Linked DNA regions of Gossypium raimondii: region 2 is linked to region 1. A link is a contact called in public Hi-C data. All regions are on one chromosome and are shown on one strand. Each heading gives the region's core, a stretch centred on a gene start, on an enhancer-like site or on the middle of the called end of the contact. The rest is flanking DNA. Distances are from core to core; before and after follow the strand shown.

Region 1 (3,832 bases), core at 747-3,246:
ATGGAGTGATCATTACTAATTATGTGAGGTCAAGTGAAAATTTGGCGGATCTTTGACAAAAAGTCTTGCTAAAGATGTAGTCAACAAAACCTCAAAAGGGATGGGACTCAAGCCCATTAATTAGAGTCACTCATGATGGAAACTCGACTCAACGCTTGGTATAACGTCAAGTCTTAAGTTCAATTGGACAAAGTACATCATTTGTATATGATTGCTAGCACTACAAATAAATTCATCCTAAGACTAAAGTGCTAGGTACTTGTATTGATAAGGGAATGATGAGTAATGTACTTTTAATGTACCCATAACACTAATATGTTAGATTGTTATAATTACGGGAACACTCTTGATGGGATCTACCTATGTGAGCGGAAGTGTGACTGTTTCTAAGAGCTCAAGGGCTTGGCTCTGACAGCACCCATGAAAAGAGGACACAAACACATGACCATAATAGTGTCCCTGGTTACTATGCATTGATCGATGTTGAAATCATTATGTGAGATGTGTTCGGTTAATCAAATAGAATAGTTGGTTCAAAGCTTAGTCTACTATGCAAGTCCGATTAACTTTAACATGTTTTCACTAAGTGAAGGTTCAATCGTAAGACACCTTCATTTATGAAAATTGATTTCCAAGAAAATCAAATTCTAAAATATTTTGAAAATAGGGGGAGATTGTTGGAACATTTTCAAATGTTTATAGTGTTTCAATAACTATAAATGAAAGGATGTAATTAATCAAAAGTTATTTTTTTTTGTTATTGGCCAAGAGTTATATCACTTGATTTTTGACAAAAATTTATAACTATTCAAACAATATTACTTGAATGGTTATAATATTAGATGAATAATAATTATGTGTATTTTAAAGATGTTATTATTCATATAATACACCTATTGAAAGATGTCTCTTTGAAGACACATGAAAATTCCTATAAATAGGAATGAGATTTCATTTGAAAATCATATCAACAGGTTTTAAAATTCTATCTTTCTTCCATCTTCTAATATTATTAGATTATTTTATAAAGAATTATTGCAATTTGTTTTTATAGAAATTGACTTTCTTGTTATGCATTGCTCAATGCTTAATGGACTATTTTCGTCAATGCAAAACACAAATAGTCATCGGGCTTAATTGTATCCTCGAGGTTCATTTGCTTGAAATTCATTTGCACACCGAGTATAGGTTGGGGTGAATAGAACCTTAAAGGTAGTGGCTTAATACACGCCTTACAGTCTTGTTCTATTTCTTCATTTTCTGTTCGAGTTGTTGTTCGTATTTCATTTGTGTGTCTGAGATTTTCCTCACTGAAGTTTTTGTACTAACATAAACAGCAAAACATTTTTTCTTTTTCTAAATTTGGACTAAACTCAGGGCAAAAAAACTTTACTCGAGATCTAACCCATTTTCTAAACAAATTTTATTATTTATCTAATTTTATTTTTGGATCTATATTTTTGTCCGAACTGTTTCACTTTTCAATAGATGTTCAAACTAGACTAGGTTTCCAGCGCATGTATAAAAACCTAAGGACTTTCTCCACCCAAAGTTTGGTGAACAAATTTTTTCTATAAGAGTGACTAGTTCAATTACAACAAGGTAGACATGAATGTATATACAATTCTTCTTATTTTTATAATATTTTAATAAAAAATCCTCGTAGTAGTTGAAAATGTCAATCTAGATTGAGTTTGTTTTTTTGTCTGTCTATTGTGTTCCATCGACACAATTCTCAGACGGGCGCTTATCGCTTTTTATGATTGAGAGTTTCGATATTGTCGCTGAAAACTGTTTTTTTTTTTTTTATCCCCCAATTTTTCACTGCTGAAAACATGTCGTTTTCCAATAGATGCAGGGACAACCTTTTATATATCAAAAAAGTTTAATCTTTGTTAAAATCCTGTAAAAAAAAAAAAAAAACCAGATCGACATGGTTCCAAGAAAAAACCCCATTGACTCAAACCCAAATTAAAGTCATCAATTGCTTTGAACTTTCGTCGCAAATTCACTTGGATAAGACACGTTCACACCCTAGTTCCATGTGCCGCACCTTCCCTTACCAAACTTTGTTGACCTTGTTCATTCCCCAAACCCCTTCAATTTTCCATTGATTATGAAAGGGAAAATCTCAAGTCCTTTTCATAAAATTTTCCAGGTCCTGTTAATTTCCATTGCTTAACTCTCGTATTGATATATCAAGTTCCCTTTGATTTTTTTTTTAGGTCGTCGTTTTAAGTAACTAAATCCCAAGTCCCAACTGGTAAAATCATTGTTAATCTGCAATTTTTTTTTCTAATACATGAAGGTTTGACCATTGTTTATTCATTTTGTTTTTTTCATTTTACTTTGAGATGAAGATGATGACCCAGGGCCCTTGGTCAATATTAAATTGATTTGTTGTCTACGGATTCCTGCCATTCTGCCAGGATATGTTTGGTTTACATATCTATAAAATAAATAATTAATAAAAATGCACTGATTGATAAGCAAAAGTACCTAAAACAATGGTAGTTGACTCCTTTTTTTACAATTATAATCCTGGGGTTTTCTTGCTAGTGAAGGTTACGTATATAATTAATGTATATCAGTTTCATTAATTTTTTTTATGAAACATTTGGTTGTTAAATTTATTCGTTCATTTACGAATATAGAAATACTTATCTATAGTCATCTCTTGCGTGTTCATCAATGGAAAAACCCACCTGGAATTTCTTCTCCTTTTGCCTTTTCTTAAGAGTTCCTTGAAGTGTTTTACTTGTCAAAAAATTTACTTGTATAGGTCAAATCTTTTCTTAATAACCAAATTTTAAGAATTTTCCAGTGCTGGGTGTTAAACCATTGCTGTATTTGTATCGGATTTTGACCCTTGTCCTTATCTGAGTCTCAAGTTTTGAGTTTCCTGTGGTCTTGTATAAATGTTGAGGTTTGCACTTCTTGCAATTAATTGTGGTTACATGTTTAGTCAGTAGGTAGCTTTTTGAACCTGTCATTACCAGCAGCAGCCTTTTTGCATTTTATTAGTCTTTATTTTCATACCAGTAAATTTCCAAGGAAATTTCTTTTATTTAGAACCTTTAAATACCTTTTAATTTATAGAATTATCATATCCTTAACCCTTTTAATTTGACAATACTTTATTCAAGAATCAAAAGGATATTTTAACAGTTTTAAGGTATCTTAGTTAGTAATATCTTGATCATATTCAATTATTGCATATCATTTTCTGGATCTTATCTTATAAAACTGACTGGCTTTCAATGATTTTCATGATTGGTCTTATTTGATTTGCAGGAGGAGATATCATTTTCTGTCATTGAACTCTTGAGTAGCTTAATTTGTTAAGATTATATTAGTTATGGGAGGAAAAAGCTCAAAGGATTCTAGTGGAAGAGCGTATCCGACAAGTAGGTCCGGTGGTTCAGATTCATGGAGTCGTTACGGATATCCACCGCAATCAGGATATCCTCCACAGACTCCTTACTATACACCACGGCATCACCATGCTCCACCTCACTCAAGTAATTACGGATTGCAAACACTCCATCGCGGGCATAAGATTGTGAAATACTCAAGGATAGCTGATAACTACGAAACTTTGGACCAGGTTAGCTTGTTGTTGCTGCAATTCTTGTGAGTTCTTCTAGCTTGTTTGTTCTTGTTTCGGTTAATATGAAGAATTGTGGTTGGTGGTAATGATCGATAGGAATATTTGTTCAAAATGAACATGATGAATTGTTGATATGATTTTATATTTCTCGGACTCGACTGTAAGTATCAAATATTGGTATGTATTTGACATAGGTATATTCAATTCTTTTTTGAAGTTTTT
Region 2 (3,832 bases), core at 758-3,257, 510 kb before region 1:
AAACCATTTATTTTTTGGCAAAAAAATTCATTTATTTAATAAAATAAGTTTAATTCGATCTTAAACAAATTAAATTCAAAATTCTGTAATAAAAATCTAATAACAATTTTATGAGTATATAATATGGTTTACACCGTATACGTTTTGACTTTGACTTATCCATGAAGGAAAATCCCCAAGGGTGAAATAGTAAACCCAGAGAAAATCAGAGTAAAGTTATTTATTTTTCATCTAATTTTCCTTTTGGTCCCTGTACGTTTTACACGTTTAAAATTTAATTCCTCTACTTTTAATCTTAAGAATTTAGTCTTTATTCTATTCTGATTAATAATTGATGTTTAATTTATAATTTCATCAAAGCATTTTTTTAATGCAGATTATGTAACATTTTTTGGGTACATGAATAAAGATAAAATCATATCTAGACTAAACGAGGCTAAATCATTCCAAAATAATCACCATGTAATTATTAAAAAATTCATCTGGGATTGCATATAGCTATACCTACCTAAAGGCCTTGAAAATACCATTACTACCATTCCATCGATAACTTTATTGTCTTCGAATACATGTAACAATTTTAAAATAAAAGAAATGTGCTCACATGACCAGCATTACATGTGCTCAAGACCAAATAAGCCAAAAAAAAAAAGAAAATGAAAAAAAGAGAAGAAAATGTTGAATATGGGGTTGTAGGATTTTCAATTATGAATCTATGAATGTTGTAAGGTTTTTATATAATGTTTTATAAAAGTAAAATAAAACTCCATAATTTTTTTCTCATATGAATTTTATGTAATTTTAAATTGATTATGAGAGCAATTTTTATTTTAAAATTGTTATATGCCTTAGTGTTTTTAGAAGTAATTTTGACATAGAAAACATTTTTGAAGCAAAAGAATGCTAAACAAATAAATTTTGATGGAAATTTTAGTTTTTCAAAAGCATTTTTCCAAATGAAGAAGTTTAAATTTTTAGCTTTTCTCTCTCCAAAACATTTTTGGCAGCTTAGTTACGTTTTCATCCCTCCAACACATGATACTCTCTCTTCTCTAGCTAATTGCTTAAAAATAATTAAAATTTATTTTTCATATATTAAAATATTAACAAAAATTATAATAAATTATTTTTATATTCTTATTAAAATATCATGATATTAATTAATTTAAATATTATTTAAATGCTTATTTTTTTAACACCATGTCTTAAATGGACATTTTATTTCTCAAAAGTAATTTTGAAAGTAATACTAAACACTTAAATCTTAAACCAAACATTTCAAAAATACTTCTCAAAATCACTTTTCCAAAACACTCTTTAAAAACACTTCTCAACAACAATATTAAACTAGCCGTTTAGAATTACTTTTCAAAAGTGCTTTTGGGCCAAAAAGTACTTTTGAGCAAAAATTAAAATTATCTGCTTCTACTTTTGACTAAAAAAATACTTTTGTAAAGAATTTTTGTTTGAAAAACACATTTGAAAAGCTCAAAAGCATATTGTTTAACAATATTTTTATCTCAAAAGTGTTTCTTAGAAGCAATGCTAAACTAACACTAATTTAGGGTCAGTTTAGCATTGTTCCTAATAAGTACTTTTGGGACAAAAATATTTTTGAGATAAAAATTACTAAATAAGTTAATTTTGAGCTTTTCAAAAGTGCTCTTAAGACAAAAAAAAAAAAACTTTATGAAAGTGATTTTTCACCTAAAACTAGAAGCAAAAATTTTAGTTTTATTCAAAAATATTTTTGATCTAAAGCTACTTTTGAGAAGCAATATTAAGCTAAGCCTAATGAAAGTGTTTTGATGGTGTTATCAATTGGAGTAAAATTATCAAATAAAAAAATAAAATAAAGAGGCTAAAATTTTTAAATTAAAAGTATAAAGGCTAAAAAGTTCACACATGCATAGAGTACAGGGACTTAGAGCAGAATTAAACCATTTGTTTTTGCTCATTCATTAGGTTTAGTATTTAAAATTGCCACCGATTAACAGAGAGGCACCAGCTCTTTATTCCTTATAATTTTATTTTTAAGATTCAATTTATTTTCTCCTTCTACCTTATTTTTCCATCAGTTTCTTTTTAATGTTTTGCATTAATCGATTTTCATTAGTTGATAAGAGGAGTCTCTCACTGTCTAAATTTCGGGGCTTTTTGTGTTTTTTTTCCTTGTGAAAAGGGAGATTATAGTTAATAGGTAACCGTTGTAAGTGGAACAAGGTTGCTGAAGATCGAGCGAGATTTTCTGGAAGTTGAGGTTTCTGGGTTCTTCAGCACTGACTTACAATCATATTTTTTTTAATTTTTTTTATTACTAAAAGGAGTTATAAATTTCTAGAAAAAATGTGGTGGATGATGAATGAAGGAGGAGGGCATTGTCCTAAAAAATCTGATGATATCTATGGAGATGTTTGTGGTCAGGTACTTCAATATTTTGATCTCTTTTCCTTTACCTTTTGATGTTTCTGTTAATCTTTTCGTAGGAATTTGAGGGAAATTGATGCGTTTGAGATTATTATTATTATTAATCAATTTAGCTGCTAATTGTTGGTTGTTAATTTCAACGTTTTTTGGGGGTTCGGATTATGTTTTTTGAATCTTTCCTTTTAATTTAGGGTTTGAGAGTTTGATGGTTGATTTATCGTCGATCTGAAATTGTGTTTAAGTAACCAAAAGTCTTTAAAAAGCTAAAGAATAAGTAATTTGTGAACCTAATTTACATAAAAATATTGGTTTGCTTTTAACCTATTTTATTCGGATTCGAGATGAGTGCCGTCAATATCTGTATATGTATTCGGCATGAATGTAAATACGAGTATTTTAGAAAAGATGAAGAATCTAGGTTCGTAACTTTTAATCATGGAGGAACGTCTGGAAAGCTATTACTTTTCATAGAATCTTATTGGGCATTACACTTCGAATATGAGTTGCATGTATTCCATTGCTTTTCTGAACTTCCCCTTACAAATCATGATGTTTATCGGCAGGGGCGAAGTCAGGAATTTTATGTTGGGGATCGGGATAATAGAGAATCAAATTATAAAACGTATCCCCCTTTGCTTTTTATACTCAAATAAATTTGATTAGTGGTAATATCACATCTTCTCGATGTTATAGGGTTTGAGCCGGTTGAGCATGTCGAGAATCCGCTGCATACTGCGTGGCATTGATTTGAGAACTTGTATTTTGCTGTTTGTGCTGGTTCCGACGTGCATATTTGGTATATATATTCATGGACAGAAGATTTCATACTTCCTTAGACCACTCTGGGAATCGCCACCGAAACCTTTCCATGATATCCCACATTATTATCATGAGAATGTATCGATGGAAAAGCTCTGCAAACTTCATGGTTGGGGAATTCGTGAATTTCCAAGACGGGTTTATGATGCAGTTTTGTTTAGCAACGAGGTGGATATGCTAACAATACGGTGGCAAGAGTTGTACCCTTACATTACACAGTTTGTTCTTCTTGAGTCTAATTCAACATTTTCGGGAATTCCAAAGCCTATGGTTTTTGCTAGCCATCGAGATCAATTCAAATTTGTTGAGCCCCGGTTAACTTATGGCACAATCGGAGGAAGGTTTAAGAAAGGAGAAAACCCTTTTATTGAGGAGGCTATGCAACGAGTAGCATTAGACCAGCTTCTCAAAATAGCTGGAATTACTGATGATGACTTATTGATAATGTCAGATGTTGACGAAATACCGAGCGCACATACTATCAACCTCTTGAGATGGTGTGATGACATACCTCAAGTTCTTCATCTTCGGCTGAAGAATTATCTTTACTCGTTCGAGTTTCTCGTGGATAATAAAAGTTGGAGGG

The links. Hi-C and Micro-C count contacts between places; a contact is called where the count stands out from the background.
Region 2: a Hi-C map of leaf shows a contact between it and region 1, with 2.8 times the contacts expected there. The contact joins the promoter of LOC105765967 here to the promoter of LOC105765942 in region 1. A contact is called at or near these places in 2 of 2 Hi-C or Micro-C datasets (both in leaf).

The regions. Positions count from the first base shown.
Region 1 is chr5:35,830,578-35,834,409 of ASM2569854v1, reverse strand. LOC105765942 (E3 ubiquitin-protein ligase RGLG5) reads left to right here and starts at 1,996. Exons shown (of 13, transcript XR_008196291.1): 1 at 1,996-2,158; 2 at 3,295-3,607.
Region 2 is chr5:36,337,485-36,341,316 of ASM2569854v1, reverse strand. It overlaps LOC105765967, which reads left to right and starts at 2,007. Exons shown (of 2, transcript XM_012585257.2): 1 at 2,007-2,424; 2 at 3,121-3,832. The coding sequence starts at 2,347.